3 separate regions of the Mus musculus genome follow, and all the other regions are linked to region 1. Evidence: chromatin contacts called from public promoter capture Hi-C data. All regions are on one chromosome and are shown on one strand. The core of a region is the stretch at or near the end of the contact, and the rest is flanking DNA. Distances in the headings are between cores, read along the strand shown.

Region 1 (2,700 bases), core at 170-2,669:
TCTTCCCGAGTGGTTATCAGGAACCTGGATGCAGTTGTACAAATAGAAGGGCACCAATTTTCTGTTGGCCACTGACAGTTGCAGAGTGCAGCCCAGGCATCTTTGTGTGTGTTGTGGTGGAAGGCCGGACACAGCCTCCTTTGGGTGGGACAGAGGTCCGGGTGGCTGCAGTTCTGAATATAGTCTGTAGATGGCAGCAGAGACCTGCTCAGAGGGCTTGCCTGTGGCGCCGCCTGCTCTGTAGACTTGTGGGAAAGTTGGCTCAAAATATCTATGATAGGCTAAAAGGTGAAGGTCTAAGTGCAGAAGGGAAAAATTTAAAGCGAATAGAGGAATTGGATGGAAGAAATGGATTTTAATGTTAAGGCTGATTGATTGAGCCGGGCGTGGTGGCGCACGCCTTTAATCCCAGCACTTGGGAGGCAGAGGCAGGCGGATTTCTAAATTCAAGGCCAGCCTGGCCTACAGAGTGAGTTCCAGGACAGCCAGGGCTACACAGAGAAACCCTGTCTCAAAAAACCAAAAAACAACAAAAACAAAACAAAAGATTGATTGGTTTTTCGAGACAGAGTTTCTCTGGCTGTCCTGGAACTCTCTTTGCAGACCAGGCTGGTTCGAACTCACTGAGGTCCGTCTTTTTCTGCTTTCAGAGCGCTGGGATTAAAGGCATAGGCCACTATGCCCAGCTAATTTTATTTTTTAAAAACATAGCCTCACGATGTAACCTAGGTTAGCCTCACAATCCTCCCGCCTAAGCCTTCCTCGCGCTGCAATTACAGGTGTTCATCACCATGGCCAGAACTTGAACTTTTATTAGTTGAGATTCTTAGAACCTAAAGCTCAAATCACGAGGTGAAAAGTTGATGCAGCTGACCAAATGGGAAATCGAGATTTCTGATTCAAGAGCGTCCCAAGTGTGTTCAACTTACGGCTACGGGCTGTAAGTGGTCCAGGGAAGTATGAATGTGGCCCAATACATTTATTTGGAATGACAAGTGAATTGCAAAGTCAAAAGGTTAGTCAGGAAGTGCATAGAAAGGAAAGCTAGCCAGTTGTTAGACAGATGCCCTAAACCAGGAAATGAGTGGCGGGTTAGACAACAACATGCCAATTCCCAGGGCACGCTGACTAAACATTCAAAAAGTTGAATTCTGAAACACTTAGCTACCTGGAAATTTTGGGAGTCTAAAACGCCCCCTGGCAGCTAGCAAAAAGAACACTTCACTCAAGAGCCCGCAAGAGAAACAAAATGTCTTGCGCTGTAACTTTTCTAGATCACAGATAAAATCCGAGGAGGCTGGTACAACAGTTGAAGGAGCTCCTAGCGGTGTCCCAGGGCGCTGCGAAAGTTACAGTGAACTTGACGAGGCCACGCCCCATTTTGTCTCGACTCAGAGGCGGAGTCTGCCAGGGGCTCTGCCCTGGCCTGCCCAACCCGGACTAGCCTGGCCCTTTAAGGTTGACCTAGCGGGGCCCCAAGTCTGAATGACGCGACGAGAAGCGGGGGTGGGGGGTCACGTGGGACGCGGGCGGCGAGACTCTGGGTCCAGGGCTCCGGTCCTCAGCGGACTCCAGGGATCACTATCTCTTGCCCACTCTCGCCTGCACCATGATTTTCGTGTAGTGCTTTGCCACCAAGTGCGCCTTCGCCTGGTCCGCCTTTCTTGGGTCTCTGTATGGCTGGTTCTCAAGACCTTGTTGCTATACAGCGCCGGACTCCTTCCTAATTTGACACGTGCCTGGGCTGAGGGATCACCTCCCCCTGCTGTACGTAAGTACTCTCAGGCAGTTTCCAGCTTGTCTTGGGCCAGGAGCCCAGTCAATCTAGTTCTGGAGAAACCAAAGCTGGGGTGTGTCCAAAAAGTCCCGGTGGGGAGTGACTCTTTCCCTTTCCTTCAGGTGCCTCTGGACGCGCCAGGCTGGGGCTACCTCCGAGCGCCCCGTGGGGGCCATGGATGGCGAGACAGCAGGGGAGAAGGGGAGTCTTGTGCCCCCGCCAGGTGCGCTCGGCGGGTCCGCCTTGGGTGGTGCTCCGGCCCCAGGTGTGCGACGGGAACCCAAGAAGTACGCGGTGACTGATGACTACCAGTTGTCCAAGCAAGTGCTGGGTCTGGGTGTGAACGGCAAGGTACTGGAGTGCTACCATCGGCGCTCTGGCCAGAAGTGTGCCCTGAAGGTTAGTGACCCATCTCTCTGAGGGCTAGGGTGACATGGAGGGTCCAACAGCAGAAACCTGTGGATGTATCTGTGTCCGGGGTCTCTATTAAACATCTACACATGGCATCTTGTTTTATTTTCAAACTCTTCCTCTAGCGTCAGACTCGTGGTCCTCTTAGCCTCACATACACGGAAACAGGCTGACCTACCTAAACTGAGGGTGTGTCCCAAAGAGCGAGGGGAGGAGTCAATGTGAGTAGAGCTGTTGTACCCGGAAGGCAGGAGGGTGTGGCTGTGCGCTCTGGTTCTGGCTTGGGCTTTGTGTTTAGGCCCAAAGGATGCTCTTAAATTCTTAGTTATCCCCTGCAGGTAGCTCCTTCTATGGGGATGCGGCTAAGTTTTCCTTAGGCTCAGTGCAGGGTTGTCCTCCTCATGGCCCCTGCCCGCTGAGGTGGGACCATGAGCCTCTTAGGGTGTTTTTTGACTACTGGGCCCCTTGAGTTGAGTTGGTGGCCTCTTGTGGAAAGGGGCAAGCTTTGCTCA
Region 2 (2,700 bases), core at 51-2,550, 2.2 Mb after region 1:
TTCTTCCTCTTCCTCCTCCTCCTCCTCCTCCTTCTCCTTCTTGTTGCCAGGTGATAATGTTTGACCAGGATGATTTGCCTGTCCCTTGGATGTTATCTGAGTAATGGCATCTGTATCGCACCTAACTCACCATGATGTGACTGCCTCAGTCAATGGCATCTCTGCCCTGCGACTCAGGGGACTGAGGCAAGATGTCCACAGGCTTTTCCTGATGGTGCCCTTATTCTTAGGATGCTGGCCTCAATCTTTGACATAAGACACAGCATCGAACCTCCACCCTCGAATCCAAGAATGGCTGCATTTACCATATGTCTGGCTCTGAGGAGAATTTTACTCCCATACTACGCTGGTTCCACCTCCACTAACAGGTCCTTAACTGGGAACCTGAGAGGGTTGAGTGGCTTCTACTAAAGTCACAAGCCTGTATCTGGGTGAGTTCTGAGCTCTACAACAAACTTTCAAGTCCAGGCTGTGACCTGAAGTCAGATCTTCTTTGAGTGTCACCTCTTCCCTTCCTTAAATACATACAGGTTCTTGATATATGGACTCAACTTCAGGTGGGGCAGCCTAGCTGAGGTGAAGGATCCTGAATGCCAGGATCTCAGCATTAGGCATTGAGTGTCCCCCATCTCTTTCCTATTTTTCTTCACAATTTAAAGTTCTGAGGGTATTTTAATTTACTCCTAGTGTGGTGGTGGTGGGGTGTCCTGTCTGACTCCTCCCCACTCTTTTCTGTGCTTTATTTCCTCAGCCAGCCACCCCTCCCCAATCTTACTGTGTGACCTGTGACATTTCCATGTCATTTTCCATGTACCAGGCGCCACATCACTACCCAGAGCCCACAGCCAATGCAGTTGGTTGTTGTAACCACATCCATTGGCCACTCCCCTTCCCCAAATGTGTTAGCTCTGTCCCTGTGCCCTCTTATAATCAGTCAATCCCCACATTTCCACCACTCAAGACTTGTTACACCCACCTCTCCTTTCCCCCATCACGCTAGGCTAGGAATAAGTTCTGAAGCCAGACTACCTTCCTCCCATCCCTAGACTCTTTGTTATGAACGGACCAACCCAGAACCGTTTTCTAAAAAATACGTTGTCCTTTGCACTGGCAGAACTCCTGCGTAAATTCTAACTCAGGTTCCAAAACACCTCCGGCCTGAGCCTGACCTTACCAAGCCTTCAGCCCCACCCTAGCCTAAGGGCCAATCCAGGGTGTCTTCGGAGCTCCTGAGAGACCCATCCTGATTGGCTGATGCGGAGTCTCGCAAAGCTCCGCCCCGAGGCGCTGGCCTCTGCAAGAACCCGGAAGTGCGAGCCTCGAGATGGAGGGGCATCGGAAAGTGGAGCTCAGCGAGGCCCTGGCGCTCGGGCCGGACTGGCGCCACGCCTGCCATGCGCTGCTCTACGCGCCCGACCCCCGCAAGCTGTTCGGCCGCATCCCGATGCGCTTCGCCGTGCTGGTGAGGACGCGTCATGCACGGCCGCTCCCCCGCCCCAGGGCTCGCGAGCCCGGGCCAACCATCATACCCTCCTCCCCCAGATGCAGATGCGCTTTGACGGGCGCCTGGGCTTCCCTGGCGGCTTCGTGGACGCGCAGGACAGCTGCCTGGAGGACGGGCTGAACCGGGAACTGCGCGAGGAGCTGGGCGAAGCGATGTCTGCCTTCCGCGTTGAACGCTCTGACTACCGCAGCTCACACATCGCGGCCAGACCGCGCGTGGTGGCCCACTTCTATGCCAAGCGCCTGACTCTGGAACAGCTGCAGGCTGTGGAAGCCAGGGCACCTCAAGCCAAGGACCATGGGCTGGAGGTGGGACCAGCCTGGGATCCACTCCAGCTCCAGTCTGTCCTCCCCCAATCCCCTTACCGAGAAAAGCCACTGGGTGGAGGAGATTTTGACCCTCCGACTTTGAATTCTTTCAAGTGGCATGAACTAGTTGGGATCTTGGTCATCTCCAGGCTAGATAATACCACCTACTCGGCCACCTTTAGCGGCCCCTGCAGAGAGCTTTTTAGAACACACATCCAAAGGTCTCTCCAGCTCTATGCTAGTGCACATGATACCCTAAGCTCTTGACTTTGGGTTCATATTTCCCTTAAGCAGACAGTGAGTCTAATGCTAGGGACGCCTGTGTGTAGAGGTGACCCTGAACCTGGGAGTGAGAGCGCTATTAAAACTGATTAGTGCGCACACTTTGACAGTGTTTAGACTGAACAGTCCATTGGAATCACTTGAGTTGGGTAAGGATGTCAGAGGAATACTTGGGTATTTGCATTTTTCTTGAGCACCCAAGTGCTACCTATACAGTGGTGTGAGTTCTGAGTTTTGAAATACTGCTACAGCCAGGCATGCCTCCTGGAGGCCGTCGCCAGTAAGGGTGAGGAAAAGGATGGAGAAGGATTGGCACGGATGGAGCTTGGAACCCAGCGTGGCTCACTTGTCCACAGAGTTTGGCTCTCTAAGCTCTCCTGAGGTGTGATTATTAGGCCCGGTTCTGCTTGGCTCTTCTCTGGAGAGTTCTGTTCCAAGGTAGATAAGGTAATGTGTTGAGGTTCTTGAGGTCCCACTTGTCCGATGTCTCCTTTTCATAGGTGCTGGGCCTGGTGCGGGTACCCCTGTACGTCCTCCGTGATGGTGAGGGAGGCCTGCCTGCCTTTCTGGAGAATTCCTTCATTGGAGCTGCCCGAGAGCAGCTAC
Region 3 (2,700 bases), core at 123-2,622, 2.6 Mb before region 1:
AGCTGCCGGCAACCGCCCCCCTCCCGTTTGTCACCCTCCCACCCCCACCCCCCAACTCTACACCATACTATTCTCCCTCCTCCTGGGCTGAGTGAGCAAATTACAAGCACAAATATCCCCTGATGCAATGCCACAACCATCCCTGGGAAAGAGCAGAGGCAGTTGCCAAAAGCGCAGCAGTAGGAAAACGGGCGGGAGACACTCGCAGGGAGCAAGAAACACTGCAGAGGCCCTGGGGAGAAATTCTGTAACTGGACCAGCGGAGGGCAAGGAGAAAGGGGGATTCCAGCAAAAGGCTGGGTAACACTAATCTTGCCTGAGAAGTACAGGCTACAACTCCGCTCCAGGAGGGGGCGAGTTCTGGATTCCTAAAACACAAACCTGTGGGGAAATCAGCCTCTTCCCCTAAAGACCAAATGCATTTAATCTACACAATCCAAGAGATAAGCAAACCCTCCCCAAAACGCCCAGGAGGCAATCTCAAGTAAAGTTGAGTTCCGACAGTAACAGTCCAAAAGAGCTCGTCCCGGGTGCTAAAATAAACCACAATCTCTGCTCCGAGTAACGTTTCCGACAGCCGCTGCTAGCCCTGGTCCCTGTTTCCGGACTCCGCACCCTTAACGTGACCCCTTTTGCATTCCCGAAGCCAGACACTAGATGCGCGTCAGTCCCCAAAGTGTGCGGGACCCACGCACACAAGGGCTCGAGTTGGATTCTCCAGACCACCCCTCGGCCCCACCCATAACCCCCAGAAGGGACACGCAGAGCTCGCCTCAGTCCCCACATACACGGACGCCCCTCCTGAAGCCTGGAGAAACGACCCCGGCGTCCTTCTGCATCCCGAACCCCACCCAAGGGCCCAGGCTGCAGTCGACCCTCAGTGTCCCGGCTCAGCACATGCCCAGCCTGAGGCAAGCCCCTCGGCTCCACAACCTCCGAAGCCCTGATACAAAATCTCTCCGCCCGCCTCGCCCCCTACGGTCCCCTCAGAAGGCGTCTCAGAAACTCCGAAGGTCACGCCCGCAGGCCCCCCACCAGGCCCCCTCTCTCAACCACCCCGGCGTCCCGTAGGCGGACAGCCACCGCCCTTCCCCGCCTCGGGAGGGACCTGCGGGGTCCCCGGCGGCCACCGCGAGAACCTGGGCGGGAGTCGTGGAGGTTAGTGAGGAGGCCGACCCTCCGATCTCAATCACAGCCGCACCTACCCGCCGCCGCCGCCGAGCCCAAGCCGGAGCCGCAGGAAGCCGGGAGAGGGCAGAGAGGAGCCGGGAGCAGCCGGGAGGAGCCGCAGAAGCCACAGACCTAGCCGGAGGGGCGGGGCACAGGGAGGTGGCCGCTTCCTCGTCGCCCTCTTGAAGGCCGGCACGAAGGCGGAGCGTGCTCGCCGTCAGCGGGTGCCGCCCCAGCCAATGGGCGCCACCGAAGGGCGGGCCGAGGCGCCGCGAACCAATCCACGCCGGCCCCTACTCCTCGCCCTCTCCGTGGAAGCAGCACGAGTGGCGGACCGTTGGCGCGGCGCGCGTCGGGGGTCTAGACTGCGGCCTCCCGCCCGCGGATGCCTCAGCGAATGGCGAGGCTCAGGCCGCCTCCGCCGTTCTGAGAGGGCCGCCGCTTCCTTTTCCAGCAGAAAGGATGCTAGTGTCAGGCGCACGCGCCTGCGTACGGGTGGGCCTGAGTGGGCCCCGCCGGCCCTGACTGGTGGGCTCTATGATGTAATCTGGGAGGGGCGGGGGCGGGGCCTTGGGTTCACTGCTAACCGCGAGGAACTGACTGGGAGCTGAGGGCGCAGCTCATAGTAGCTGCCTGAAACGTGGCTGGACCAAGTTGAGAAGGAACATTGTTGAATGCAAAACTGATTATATGGGGCCGGGCGTGGTGGCGCACGCCTTTAATCCCAGCACTCGGGAGGCAGAGGCAGGCGGATTTCTGAGTTCGAGGCCAGCCTGGTCTACAAAGTAAGGTCCAGGACAGCCAGGGCTCTACAGAGAAACCCTGTCTCGAAAAACAAACAAACAAACAAGAAAAAACTGATTATATAATTGGGAGTGTATTTAGTAACTTAAATAATTTCATGTTTCTTTTAGTTTTTTTCTTTTTTCAACGTAGTTACTTGAAAACTTAAAGATCACCTTTGTTCTGTTTTGGGTTTTTTGCACAGTGCCTCCCACCATAGCGCAGGCTGGCCTGAAATTCACTTTGCATCACCCACCTCCCTCAGAGTGATGGCAATCCCTCAGCCTCAGCCTCCTGAGTGTTGAGATTACAAATTTGAGCCGCCATACACAGCTAAAATTACCTCCTCCTACTCTCCTCTCCCCGCCCCCCTCCTCTAGAGTGTCACTACGGTCACATTATATTGCCTGTGCATAGTACTGGTCCAGAAGAAATAGTGATACCCAACTCCTTTATGCTTATTCCATGATCCACATATCTTAATCATCACAAGAGCCCTACATGGTTAATATATCCTCAGTGCCCTTTGTAGTTTTAGTTATGAGCCTTATCTTTAATAGTTTAATTTTCTCTCCAGCACTCCTCATTCTCATTATGTTAACAGGCAAGTTTAGTAACACCACAGTGTCAACAAGACAATGTTTGGCTAGTGGGGCTTTAACTTCAGTAGCCAGGTGCTAGGATTGTAAACTCAGGCATATAGGGGTTACCAGGAGAACTTGGTTAGGAAGTACAGCTGTGCTTTTG

Evidence for each region. Promoter capture Hi-C pulls out the DNA fragments that hold promoters and counts their contacts.
Region 2: a promoter capture Hi-C map of embryonic stem cells shows a contact between it and region 1. The contact joins the promoter of Nudt16 here to the promoter of Mapkapk3 in region 1. A contact is called at or near these places in 2 of 39 promoter capture datasets (embryonic stem cells and pre-B cells).
Region 3: a promoter capture Hi-C map of erythroid cells shows a contact between it and region 1, with 8 times the contacts expected there. The contact joins the promoter of Map4 here to the promoter of Mapkapk3 in region 1. A contact is called at or near these places in 1 of 39 promoter capture datasets (erythroid cells) and 1 of 484 Hi-C or Micro-C datasets (CD4 T cells).

Annotation. Positions count from the first base shown.
Region 1 is chr9:107,288,596-107,291,295 of GRCm38.p6, reverse strand. Mapkapk3 (mitogen-activated protein kinase-activated protein kinase 3) reads left to right here and starts at 1,419. Exons shown (of 11, transcript NM_178907.3): 1 at 1,419-1,771; 2 at 1,900-2,176. The coding sequence starts at 1,952.
Region 2 is chr9:105,130,405-105,133,104 of GRCm38.p6, reverse strand. Nudt16 (nudix (nucleoside diphosphate linked moiety X)-type motif 16) reads left to right here and starts at 1,300. Exons shown (of 3, transcript NM_029385.2): 1 at 1,300-1,462; 2 at 1,543-1,812; 3 at 2,595-2,700. The coding sequence starts at 1,325.
Region 3 is chr9:109,930,446-109,933,145 of GRCm38.p6, reverse strand. Map4 (microtubule-associated protein 4) reads right to left here and starts at 1,372. Exons shown (of 19, transcript NM_001205330.1): 1 at 1,206-1,372.